2 separate regions of the Zea mays genome follow, and region 2 is linked to region 1. Evidence: chromatin contacts called from public Hi-C data. All regions are on one chromosome and are shown on one strand. The core of a region is the stretch at or near the end of the contact, and the rest is flanking DNA. Distances in the headings are between cores, read along the strand shown.

Evidence for each region. Hi-C and Micro-C count contacts between places; a contact is called where the count stands out from the background.
Region 2: a Hi-C map of tassel shows a contact between it and region 1, with 6 times the contacts expected there. The contact joins the promoter of LOC103655466 here to the promoter of LOC100274103 in region 1. A contact is called at or near these places in 4 of 25 Hi-C or Micro-C datasets (ear, endosperm, leaf and 1 more).

What each region holds. Positions count from the first base shown.
Region 1 is chr4:118,543,820-118,550,636 of Zm-B73-REFERENCE-NAM-5.0, forward strand. LOC100274103 (mitogen-activated protein kinase organizer 1) reads left to right here and starts at 2,750. Exons shown (of 8, transcript NM_001148482.1): 1 at 2,750-3,027; 2 at 3,162-3,264; 3 at 3,649-3,756; 4 at 3,858-3,967; 5 at 4,117-4,224; 6 at 6,294-6,339; 7 at 6,695-6,817. The coding sequence starts at 2,804.
Region 2 is chr4:118,701,419-118,708,235 of Zm-B73-REFERENCE-NAM-5.0, forward strand. LOC103655466 (U-box domain-containing protein 26) reads right to left here and starts at 2,496. Exons shown (of 1, transcript XM_020552594.3): 1 at 1-2,496. The coding sequence starts at 544. LOC109945546 reads left to right here and starts at 5,315. Exons shown (of 2, transcript XM_020551869.1): 1 at 5,315-6,527; 2 at 6,603-6,729. The coding sequence starts at 5,577. The coding sequence ends at 6,527.

The sequences.
Region 1 (6,817 bases), core at 1,500-3,999:
CAGGGGGTCCCTGGACCGACGAGTAAAAATTGTCGCTGCATGTCCCAGCCCAGATGGGTCGGCGTGAGATGGAACACAAGGGGGAGAACCGCGGCTCGTGTTATCCTGCGCCCAGGGCGGATGCGCTTGCAGTAGGGGTTACAAGTGTTCGCGAGGGAGAGAGAGAGAGAGTGCGCGAGCCTGTTCGTCGGCCCGTCCTCCCGCGCGACCACCCTCTCGTATGAGGGCCCTGGACCTTCCTTTTATAGATGCAAGGAGAGGGTCTAGGTGTACAATGGGGGTGTAGCAATATGCTTACGCGTCCGACAGAGAGGAGCCAGAGCCCTATGTACATGCCAACGTGGTTGTCGGAGAGGTGCTAGAGCCCTGTGCATGCGGTGTCGTGGCCGTCAAAGGAGCACTTAAGCCCTATAGAAGCATAACTGTCGGGGCTGCCGGGACCTTGCTGACGTCTCCTTGCTTCCGTAGGGGCTGAGAACCGCCGTCATCATGGACGCACGCGGGGTGCCATCATTACTTGTTTACCGGGGCAAGTCAGATGGGACGCCGGTCTTGTTCCCCGTAGCCTGAGCTAGCTAGGGGTAGGGTAATGATGTCCCCCCTGTGGCGTGGTCGGTCCGAGCCCAAGGTCGGGCGAGGCGGAGACTCCTCCTGAGGCCGAGGCTGAGGTGGGGTGAGGACGCGATTCCTTCTGAGGTCGAGGTTGAGGCCGAGCCCTGGGGTCGGGCGAGGCGGAGACCATCCTCCGAGGCCGAGGTTGAGGCCGAGCCCTGGGGTCGGGCGAGGCGGAGACCACCTTCCGAGGCCGAGGCGGGGGCCGAGCCCTGAGGTCGGGCGAGGCGGAGACCTCCTTCTGAGGCCGAGGCCCAAGGTCGGGCGAGGCGGAGCTTCCTGTTGCGCCTGAGGCTAGACTTAGCTGTTGTCAGCCTCACCCTAGCGGGTGGCACAGCAGTCGGAGCGGGGCAGGCGACGCTGTTTTCCTGTCAGGTCGGTCAGTGGAAGGGCGAAGTGACTGCGGTCACTTCGGCCCTGCCGACTGAGGAACGTGCGTCAGGATAAGGTGTCAGGCGATCCTTGCATTGAATGCTCCTGCGATACGGTCGGTTGGCGAGGCGATCTGGCCAAGGTTGCTTCACTGCGAAGCTTGCCCGAGCTGGGCCTCGGGCGAGTCGAGGGTGCGCCCGTTGCTTGAGGAGGCCCTCGGGCGAGGCATGAATTCGCCTGGGACTACTGTTACTGCCCGAGGCTATGCTCGGGCGAGGCGAGATCACGTCCCTTGAGTAGACGGAGCCTTGACCTGAATTGCGCCCGTCAGTCTCTGCAACTTGTGTTGATGGTGATTACCAGCCGAGTTTAGGAGTGTTGGGGGTACCCCTAATTATGGTACCCAACAATAAACGATAGGTATTTGTAAATATTATGAATATAGAAACCGTGGTAATACACAGATAACTAACTAGTTTAATTTTATCTACCAATTAGACTTTTTATGATCAAAACTGCTTTTAAGTAATCTCATCAAGTAGTATTATTTAAGTTTTCAAGTGCATGAGACCAACTTTATCTTCAGATGACATCGCACCCAATGACCCAACCATTTCTGTTACAGCGAATTCATTCATCGACTAAGACTGTGTTCAGCGGTTCCCCCTAAATTTTTCCCCCTATATCACTTTTTTGCGTCACATCATAAACATTTCACCCCCTATTTTTTCATCTCCCGCAGTGGTCCCCCCTAAATACTTCCCCTATACCCCACTACAACTATAAAATATCATTTTCTATATCTACTATCAATTTTTTATCTACTAACAATTACTCGTGGACCCACAGCACAGTGCCGTAGGGGATAAACAGTGTTCCCCTACATCTGAGGAGAGAGAAACGATGAACGCTACCTAGAGTAAGGGAAAGAGGGCAGCAATGTGCGCAAAGAGGTGCCCTATAGCCACCACAGCGAGGGGAGTGGAATGCTCGCGGGGACCGTTGAAGAGAGTCTAAGATAACTGTCTCGCTAAGGTCTGGTTTGGTAACAAAGCAATTGGAGGATCAATGGAGAGGAAATCCCTTACTATTTAAATTTTGAATAGAAAGGGATTTCCTCTCCATAAATTCTCATTAAATACATTGTCACCAAACTTGCCCTAAGTGTAGTTATTGATGGCCATTCATGTTCTTTTTTTACACTGGTTCAAATAACAAAATTATTCCATCAATGAAAGTGTTTAAAAATATTTATTTATTATACTTTTTTCTAAAAAATGAAGTTTTATGCGGACAAAAACTTTAACAAATTGATGAAGAACAAAAACGATACTCGCTCAGTTTCAAAATAGTATTCGTTTTAGTTTTTATCTTTTTATCTATATTTATATAGATGATAATAAATTTTAGACATATATAAAACACATACATCAAATATTATATGAATTCATTATTTTTAAAATAAATTCTAATTTGAGACAGAGTGAGTATTAATTTATTTTTTGGGAAATTTGGATCCATACCATTAAAAGATCACCACTTTGGATCCATACCATTACTATCTCACTTACATGTGGGTCCACATGAGTCAATGACATGTGGGGTCCATGGTATATATCTAAAGTTTGGATCTTTTAATGGTATAGATCCAATTGTTCCTTATTTTTTTCTACCAAGGAGCGGTATTCAGCTACAAATTGTCTCGTGGGCTACGGGCTACATTCCATCTAGCCAGCCCAATCCACATCACCAGCCCACCTCGTCGAACTCGTCGTCTTCCGTCCATCCATCGTCGTCGGCGGCGGCGGAGAGAGAGCAGATGACGTCCTCGGGGACGGTCGCGCAGCAGCTGCCGCGGACGGAGGCGCGGTCGCTGTCGGGTCACGAGGGAGCGGTGTTGGCCGTGCGGTTCAACCGGGACGGCAATTACTGCCTGAGTTGCGGCAAGGACCGCACTCTCCGCCTCTGGAATCCTCACACAGGCGCCCAGGTCAAGACCTACAAGTCCCACGCCCGCGAGGTCCGCGATGTGCACTCTTCCTCGTACGTACGCACGCACGCAAGCACGCGCCCCCTTCTCCATCTCGTTGCGTCGCATCTGATCTGGAGACGCGGCAACGGAAAATTTGCCAAGTGCTTCTTGTTGTTCATTGGTTTCATGGTTTGTTTCTGGACAGGGATAACGCCAAACTGGTGTCCTGCGGTGCCGACAGACAAATCTTCTATTGGGACGTTGCCTCGGGCCGCGTCATCCGCAAGTTCCGCGGCCACAACAGCGAGGTAATGCATCAGATCAATTGATGCCCCCTCCCCCTTATTTTTGGAGTTTCAGCCGTCTTCTGATGGCTACACTGTAATCAAGTAGTCCCGTGCTAATTGTGTGGGCTACCTGAACCACGGGCAATAGTGTATCGTTCTCATTGCTGTAATACCAACTGTATCCAAAGCAGTGCTCTGAACCATACTTCTGGTGGTTGCACTCTTGTGCTTTTATCTGATAGTTCCACTTGCATTTAGCAGTTGCCATTGCACAGTGGTTCAACTGTGTGATTATGGTCAGGCCTGTCGGTGATGCTAAAAAATTGATAGACAGTCTCTGTGTGATAATTTTGTAATTTTTGAGATATGCATCCTGCTCAGCCATCTTTACTCTGCTCTCGATAGGTCAATTCAGTGAAGTTTAATGAGTACAATGCTGTTGTAGTCTCAGCTGGTTATGACCGTACGGTGCGTGCATTTGACTGCAGGTCTCAAAACAACGACCCTATTCAGGTGGTTTTACATTGTTACCTATACTACATAACTGCATCACGTTTTGTTATATTTCCTTATCTTGAAGTCTTATACAATTGCTTTCTACTATCGTGTTGCAGACAATTGATACTTTTCAAGATAGTGTAATGTCAGTTAACCTAACAAAGACAGAAATAATTGCTGGCAGTGTTGATGGTACTGTCCGGGCATTTGACATTCGCATGGGTAGGTAGGTGATGCCTTATTATAGTATCAATTATATCTAACATGTACTTCTTCCCTCCTTTTTTTAAGAAAGTACTTTGAATCCTAATCCATTTACTCCTATCAACTGTTTCTGTATGGTTTGTTGATTTATTTCCTGCTTGCTTATAACAGGGAGACTGTTGATAATCTAGGGCATCCTGTGAACTGTGTATCATTATCAAATGACAACAATTGCCTTTTAGCTAACTGTTTAGATTCTACTGTGCGGCTTCTAGACAAGTAAGTGCTATTTACAAGCTGCTCAGTATTTTGTTTTCAGCCTGGGCACAAATTTGCAGGGAAGCCTCTTTTATCTAGCACTTTGGAGCAATTAAATCCCATTACTAGTATGAAGTTATTTTTATTATTATTCTCCTCTACTTTATAGAAAGATGCAGTCACACTCTCCCTTTAGCTTTGGTTGGAAAGGTGATATGGTTATCAATGATGGCAATTTGGACCATGGAAGAAATTCCACATCTTGACATAGCTGTCAATCTCATTACCATCTTGAATGGATTGATCAAAGCAAATTTTCTCCGTAACTCTTAGTCTCTGATTCATCACTACACTATTGTCTTTGCCATACTATCACTCGTGGGAACTTTTATAGTCCAAATATATCCAATTACTGGGTTCTAGATTGTGCTAAGCTGCTGCTGGTGCCATGGATTACACCTGCACTTGCAGGCTCCTCATGTTTCTCAAGCAACATATTTGAGATTTGAGAATTGTAGTACTAGATTCCAGTTGGCTTCATGTTTCTTTTACATACATTCGAAAGCTTTAAGTTAACTTGGTATTGAAACATGTACTCCCTTGGGTAGCTGGCAAGTTAAATGAATCATTTTTCTTGGTCTTGTTGTCTTGGGTACAAATCGCATGTTAATATTTACTTGGTGCATTCCTGTGTACCAGAAGACCATCATGCTTGTATTCCTATGCCATAACAATCAGGAGCCATGTATTCATGTTTTGGTCCACACGACTACCAAAAATGATTTTCTTGTACTTTGAGAGTCCACATTATGATGGCCCCATTGCCCATGCATCATTGACTTGCTGCTGTATGCGGAGAAAAGGAATAAATGATATTAGGATCATAAGTGGTGGTTTTCATCTTTGTTATTTCCATAGCAAGCTTAGGAGTGCATCACTAACTATGAATGCATGGTTTTCAAATCATCCGATTAATCATCATGGTCGATCAGATGAAGTCGAGGGCTCCGATCCGATTAGGTAGTCTGGTTGTTCGAGTAATCATCGCCTAATCGCGGCTAATCGGCCAATTAGGTACTTGCTGCGACCAGAAATTGTGAACATGGAAAGCCAGCGCTGGGTCCAAATTTGGTGCCTCGTTTTCCTCTCTGGTGCCTTATTTATTGGGGCTAATAAAGGAACCATTTAGCTAATTGGCTGGCTTTCTAAATCTGCTTTCCTGTTTTGATTTCTCTGTCTCTTCTCCTTCCTAGCCGGCTGGCTGCTGATCCATTGTTCCTGGGCTCCTGGCGACTTCTCAGTTCTCCTCCTCCCTGAGAAAACATCCAGCTGCTGCTGCTGCTGCTCCTCCTTGACCAACAAGATGATGCAGCTTCTCGGGAAGATGAAGAACAGCCACTGCAATCTGATGGAGGATCAACGGAAATGGAAGAATCTGTCCCAGGTGGTGGTGGAGGGCAAGCTACTGCTGATGCATTCCATTTGGATGAGGATTTGCTACTTTAGGTCTTGAGTTTGATTAGCTAAGTACCTACCGCTGTTTGAGTTTGAATGTTTGATTACTTACTTCTGTTCAGACTTTACCCTTTAGAGGTGCTACTCAAGGTGATTGTTGCTGTAATGCTGTTTGAGACTTTGAGTACTGCTAAATAGCTACTACTGTTTGAGTTTGAGTTAAATACTGCTGTAGTTTTGATTACCTACTGCTGTTTGAAGTATATTATATAGTATATAACTATACACTATAGTGTATATAACTATATATATTTATATATGTCCTGATTAGTACAGGATGTTTAGGACTACTAGGTGGACGACCTGTCACCGATTAATCGGCCTGGTCGACGTCCTAATCATGATTACTCGCCTAATCGGTTACCATCAACGACATGGATACCAGGCGACTTGAAAACCATGTATGAATGTCAAGTATGTGTGGTACAATTTATTGTCATATTATCTTTCTATCATGATATTGAAGTGTGGTTTTTCTGTTCTGTTGAGTAAAGTGGTGCCATCTGTTCAATGTACTAAATAGAGGGTCATCATGCACAAAATATTAACCTTTTGCTGTCTCTTGCGTTTATTAGGTCATCTGGAGAACTGTTACAGGAGTATAAGGGACATACGTGCAAGGTACCTCTTCAATAATCTTCATTTGTGATACTGCCAAAAGATTTGGTACTTATGGATACTTACATTGATCATAAGGCTTGTTTTAAACTTAACCTGAGAAGTTTCACATAAGAATGGAAGAATATAGCTGTGTAAAATAGTGACCTCATGATGCATCATTAATTTCTTAGTGGATGAAGTAGAGAAACACTGCTAGCCTGCTTAGCAATTCATTACAAGGGAGCAGAGGGCTTGCTTCATGTTAGAGCTGAAATACCTAAATAAACCATTATGATTCAATGATGCAAGGATTTGCAGAAGAAACAATAATCCTATTCTGTTGCACTGTTTAATTTCTGATTTATAATATTTCCAGTCCTTCAAGATGGATTCCTGTCTGACGAATGATGATGCATTTGTTGTTGGCGGGTCTGAGGATGGTTATATTTTCTTCTGGGAGTTGGTGGATGCACCTGTTGTTGCAAGATTCAGGGCACAT
Region 2 (6,817 bases), core at 1,246-3,745, 160 kb after region 1:
CGGCCTCCTCCTCCCCGAGGCCGACCAGCGCCAGCACCGCCATGGCCTCCGCCTCGAGCTCCTCGCTCGCCGCCCCGGACCCGGAGCCGAAGGCGGCCTCCAGCAGTGCGGCCCTGGTCTCGTGCGTGGCCATGACGAGCCTGTTCTTGTCGGACTCCCTGGCTAGCGCCCTGAGCCTCCGCAGCGCCGGGAGCCCCGGGCCCTGCGCGACGAGGGAGCGCACCAGGTCCGGGTCGGCGGGCTGCTTGGGCGTGGGGATGCGCTCCACGCCCATGGAGCGGTGCGCCACGCACCACTCCTGGATGAGCCGGCGGAGGGTGTGGTTTGGGATCAGCGTGAAGTCGGCGAGCGGCGCGCGCGTCACGGGGCAGCTGGTGTTGCCGGTGGCCACCCATGACTCGATGCTGCTGCGGTCGTAGGTCTGCCCCGTCGACACCGTCACGGGGTCGCGCATCAGCTCCAGGGAGATGGGGCACCGGAAGTACCACGGCACCTGCACCCCCGCCGTGTCCAGGCCCAGACACAGCGGCACGCTCGCCGGCATGACACCCCCGTAAGTGAGCTGCTGTCTGCGCGCAAGCGCGATTTGGATCTTGGCCTAGTTACCTCGTAACTAATAGCTCGCGCTGGAGATGGAGACGTGTTGCGCGTGAGGGGGAAAGAGAGAGAGGACGAGAGGTAGTTGAGCGAGTGGTGGGTTGGTGCCTCGGTGGGTGGCGAGGGTCAGAGAAGAGGAGGCCGCTGTGCTGACTGCAGGTGCGGCGAGGACTGACCGTGGTGGAGCAAGGAGACCGGCCGATCCATCGGGAGGACGAATGGAAGCGGGGTATAAGTAGGCGGGAGGTGGGCAACACGTGTGCGCGGTGGGGTGGGGCGGGGCCGTGGGACATTGTGCCGGAGGAGGCCGGAGCTGGGAGTGGGAATCCTTGGAGTACAGTTACGGCATTACCACTTCTCTACCACGGCGGGACTCCATGCGGGCTGGGCGCCAAGGCTCGGCTCCACTCAACTGGCTCGGCTCAACGCCAGGCCAGGCGACGCACGCCCTTCACCTTGGTCCCTGACACGGCGAGAGCCCACAACGCAGCGGGCCAGACAAATCTGGGAATATCTGTTGAGATTAACGCCTATTGGCATCCGCTCTGCATTTTATACTATAAAATTTAATGATTAAATCAAGTTAAGATCGAGCTATATTTTTATTTATTTTTAAACTAAATTTTATTTAAGATATTAATAAACTATAAAAAACACTTGGAACTTAATCCATTATCATCTCTAGCACTACTAGAGTACTAGGCCAATAAACTAAGCTACACAGACGTACGTAAAGCGCGCGATCCACGTCCATTTGAAACCTACTCCTAGTCTATCGCATGCACATGGAGACACAAGCTAGGATCGATCACGAGCTTTGCGCCTTTGCCCACCAGCTATGTAACACGATACACATGCACGGTCACACTTCTCCTCCTCTTCTACAAGCTTGCCACTAGAAAACGATTGTGCCCTGCCCTGCTGATTTGGGTGGTTCTAAGATTAGTGGCAACGGTGCCCGCTATCAGTCTCCTCCCCTAATACTGTAGGTACGATAGGGGATACAGTGTCACTCTATCGCTCGCATCGTCGCCCCCTTCGTCCACCCCTACGGTGTTGTGAGCTTCTCTCTCCCTAGATGAAGAGCTACCCTTTGAGTCCCCCAACGGTGGCTTCTCGCGTACGCAACCACTCGCGCGCGCGGGTGGAAACATCATCTTCCGCTCCCGTTGGCTTGGGCGGAAGTGAGGAGTCACGTAGAATTCCTGCCATCTCCCGAGCTTGACACCGTCGGAAGGTCGATTCATAGTCGTTAGTCGTCCTCGGTGATGAAGTCACGGCGAACAGGCCACCAGTTTTGAAGTGGGTTAGTCGTTCAACTCGCAGCAAGGAGAAGGTTAGGCGTCATCGTCGTCGTCGATCTTCCCCGAGTTTGTCACCGTTTGTTCTGACCTTTGTCACATTTGTCGCCCCCTCCGATCCATGATTTCTTCAATCGATGCAGTAAATCACCCACGCCTAAATCCTTTCACGGTTCGAATCCAAGTTCTTGTTCCATTTATGTGTGCACCAGTTGTCAAGAACCAAATCCGAGCACTTATACACTGTTTTAGTACATAGATCTGGTTCCCCACTTTAGCGAGGTACTACATCTGGTTCTCATCACTTGTGCTCTTATGTTTGTAAGTAGTAGAGCAGATTAGGTTTTAGGAATTATGTACCATTAATGAACAAACAAATACAAGCATTTGTGCTTAGTTTTCCATGGTACATCTAAATTTCTCTCTTCAGTCTTCACCCGTGTACCAATTTAGTAATTTGTATCGGTTCCTATTAGTTTCTTTGTAGTTGTGTATTTCATTGAGGTAGTTCAGCTAATTGGCTTCATTACAAGAAGTTGTTTTCTTTGTTTCTTCTTTCATTAAACACAATACAATACTAATTATTCTCGTTTTTCTACAATACCTTTAGCGTACCGTCATCCAACTTTGGACATCAGCAAAGCTAGGTTCATATATTTTTCATTTCAATGTTATGTGTGCAATTACATTTGTTCATCTACTCATTTTTCCATGTATGTTTATGTAGTAATACTAAAAATAGTGTTCATATCAACTCAGCTTAGGAACATGCATGAATTATCTGTACTACAAGCCAAACTATAGGTTGTTTACTCATTCGTGCCTATACCATTAGTGAGGGAAGTAATAAACATAGTGGAAATCTCACATTCCTCCACTACAATTGTAGGAGGAATGGCTAACAATGATGTGAAGCTGCTTGGAACCAAGTTGCATAACCTGTTTTCCTCAACCGAGCATGGTGCTTGCAAAAATTGTGGGTTGGTTGACTACGTGTTTAATCATCTTGGCGACGACCTCACCCTTATTAGGACTTTAGAAGCAATTCTTGAAGAGTTGGACATCGTTGAGCAACCTGCCCTGGTGTTGAAGGACAAGATTGACCTAGAGATGGATAGGTTGGAAGAAGAAATTGCAAGCCTTGAACACAATGTCTCCAAGCCTTGCACCCCTACTACGACCCTCACCTCATTGATCCCGAAGATGATGATTTTTACCCTGATATATATTCAGCTTCTGATGACGATTTGTTCTACGATTCTGACAGGGAAACCAGAAACAACATCTGGCGCTAGACGTACTTGTTGGTGTTTTGGGTCCGGCCGCGCACACGAGGTTGCCCCTCGGGGTGCTTTTTGGAGTAGGACGGTGTTACCTACTATAGCTCGATGGTTCGTGCCAGATGCACGAGAGGCAGTGGACAATTTTGTACAGGTTCGGGTCGCTTTGAGACGCGTAATACCCTACGTCCTGGTGTGGATACTTTGTGTGGTAGGTTAAAAGGGGGTTCTCTAGTGTCCAGGATGCCAGAGAACTGAGTGGATGGCTAAGTAGTGAGATATGTTTTTGAGGGGATGCCCCCTAGGCCTTATATACTTGACCGTGGGGCGTTACATGCGGATATGATAACAATGTGAGCCTAAGTAATAGTGAACGGACTGAGCCTATCTTCCTATAATTCCGTCGACCTATCCCCGTTCAGTTCCGATGTATGAGGACACTGTACGGGAAGGTCGGATCATCGCTATGGTTGCTGCTCAAATTTATCGGGCCGTCTGGGCTTGCGTTGATCCAATCTTGTGTCAATCCACTTCACTGGACGTCCCTCCCCAGGCCCACGAAGGAATGACCTTGTGAACTATTGGGCCCAAGGCCTTTCGTGAGGTCTTTTGGCCTTCCAGTGGACCCGGGGGATATCTGTCCCCCACAAGCCCCCAATATTTGGGTTGATTTTGAAATAAACGGCCCAAAGATTCTAGGTCCAGCTTGTAGTTTTTGATTTTGATGCCTTGAAAATAAGTCTGTCGAGCCGTTGCTTCTACACTCTAAGTGACTCGGTAAAAACGATCTTCTGTTGTTTTCTTCTGCCATTATTCATCGGCCTTCGCTTTATTCCTCAAAAATCGGTGCTCTGTCTCGGGTTCGTACTTTGGAGGTCAGCATTCTGCTCTTTGGAATCCAGGATTCATTGGGTGGTGCACCTAATGGGTGTAGCCCCCGAGCTTCGAGTGGATTATTGAAAATAATCCACTCGAAGGTCTTCATTTCAAGTCTTCTCAGAAATCATTTTTATCTTCAACTCATGCTTTAGAAGTCAGCATTGTTTTATTTTCATCTCATGCTTTAGAAATCAGCATTCTGTCTTTTGGGGTTGATGATTCATTGGATGCACCGGAGGTGCACCCAATGGGTGTAGCCCCGAGCTTTGAGTGGATTACTGAGAATAATCCACTCGAAGGTCTTCATCTTATGTTGTTTTTAGAAATCATCCTTTCCTCTTCGTTGAATGCCTTAGAAATCAGCATTATATCATCAACTTTATGCTTTAGAGGTCAGCATATAGTTTTGCCTTTGAGATCGAGCATGCGATCTGCCCATATCTTGTTAGGTTTGAAATTTATTTGATTTGTGACAGATTGGACGTTCGGTAGATGGCTCTTGGCTAGTCTTCATATCACTTCGTGCTTCAATGCTTCTGTTGATTAGACTTGTACCTCATCGGCTATATTTGGCTTTCCTCTGATCTTCGTCGATATCTTCCTTCTGTCTTGAGGTATTCATTGCGTATACTGTATGGATGTGACTGCTTGGGAAAATATATTGAAAATTCCTGGACGTCCCCCCCAATGGGTGTGGGTAAGGGACGGCTTGGTGCACTGAGCGTTTAGCAAACTGCTCCTGAGTAGTAACTTGACGTGACCACGGGTGTAATCATATCGTCCAAGCAGTTGACTTGAGTCCCAATGGGTGTGATGTTACGTGGAACGGTGCCAGCCGCCTGACTTGTTTCTAGACGGTTTGAATTGCTTATTGAATATTTGTGACTGTTCGGTGACCGTGGTAGGAGGTGAGCGGTTGCCTTCTTCTTCTATAAATAGTGTGCTTGCTTCACTGTCGTCTTCACACATCTTACTGCCGCTTGTTACTTACTCTCTTCTCTTCTACTCCGCCATGGACAAGAGGAAGAAGGGCGGAAGTTCGTCGCACCACTCCGGCGACAAACGGAAGCGCGAGCCGACTCCTCCCTCGGAGGACTTCGGCGATTCCGAGTACTCGGAGGAGGAGTTCTCCTCCGAGTTCGAGGGATCGTCGGTCCATGCCTCTCCCCCTGCATTATCTGACGACTCAGACGATTCCCAGGGGATTGCGGCGGAGGTGTGGACATACATCCGGGCCGCATAGAGGTCACGGCGCAGATAAGTGCTATGCTGGACATGTTGGTTGAGGATTCATCTCGACTCCGTCCCTGCTGAAACCATAGCTATTGCAACTGTCCCTGAGCCTGAGAAAACCTTGACTGCTCAAAAATCTGATGGTGCTCGCTCAAAGCGCCTTTGCCCGGCCAGTCATCCAACTGCTCCTGCCGAGGGGAAGAAGAAGAAAAAAAGGAGGCTTCGGCGAGTGTCATGTTTGAATCAGGATGCTGGCCCTTCTGCTCCTGCTGCTGAAGAAGTACCAATGGAACTTTTTACTGGGGCTGACCCCGGTGGGTGTGACCTTGCTGATGCTAATCCCAATGGGTGCGACCCTGCTGATGCTGATCCCAATGGGTGTGACCCTGCTGAACCCAATGGGTGTGTTGTTCGTATTGTTGACGAGGATGAAGAAGAAGAGGAGGAAATCCACTTAATTCGGGAAAACAGCCGGCGCTACCTAGTAAGTGGGGAGAGTAGTGATATTCCTTCTCCAGCTTTGTATGCTTTTGTTGGTCTGCAAGAGTTGTCCATAGTAAATTTTGATCAGGCTCTCGAGGATATGGTTCCTGAAGATCTGCTGTCCGAGCTAACAGATGGTGGTATGATGGACGCTTGCACTGACGTTCCGGATGTGGGGTTAGAGTTGTCCCGAGTGTTATCTCGTGCCTCGTCGACCTTGGAGTGCGGTCTTCAGGGTCAAGAAGCTGGTCTAGGTTGCTCCATTTCCATGGAGGTGAATGAGAATCCTTCAGCCTTAGAAGTGGCTGCTGCAGAGAACCCGGTCCCCAAGGGTGGCGCCAGCGATCACCCAGCCCCCGAGGGTGTTGCCGGCAATGATCCGGCTCGGGTGGGCAGCGCGAGCTACAACCCAGCCCCCGAGGGTGCTGCCGGTGGTGATCCAGCTCCGATGGGCAATGCAGGCTGCGACCCAGCCCCCGAGGGTGTCCGAGCGGGCTCCCCTTCTCATACCTCCATGGATGTCCACGTCGAGTCTTCTCCTCCACATTCTGATTGCATGGCAGCAGCATGTGCTTCAAATCAGGAAATCGCCTTAGAGACCGGCACTCCTGACGCTAGAGTTTTGATTCCTGCTGGTGATGCTGAGTTGATCCCCAATGATGCTCTTCAGATTGCTTCGGTTGATATTCCCTCGTCAAGTCACCAACTGTCTTCTCATGATTTCGGGCTTCCTTCATTCTTCTCCAATCTCTAGGTAATTTGGCTTTTCCTGATCTGGCTATACTCCGCGTGAAATATTGTCTTTGCACTCATCTGTTTTCAATACCAGGCTTTGGTTGACGAGATGGCTGGTCAGCTGAGATCACAGGGTGCCTCTGTCCCAGAAAGAGCTCTGTCTCTGACGCGTTGGAATCCAATGCTGCTTCAGTGGTGGGTATCTGATTTGGAGACGACAAATGCTGGTTAGTGCCTCTGTTTCCTCCTTAGCTATTTGATTAATCTGCTTTTTAGTGAATATATTTCCTCAACCATTTCCTGCTAGAT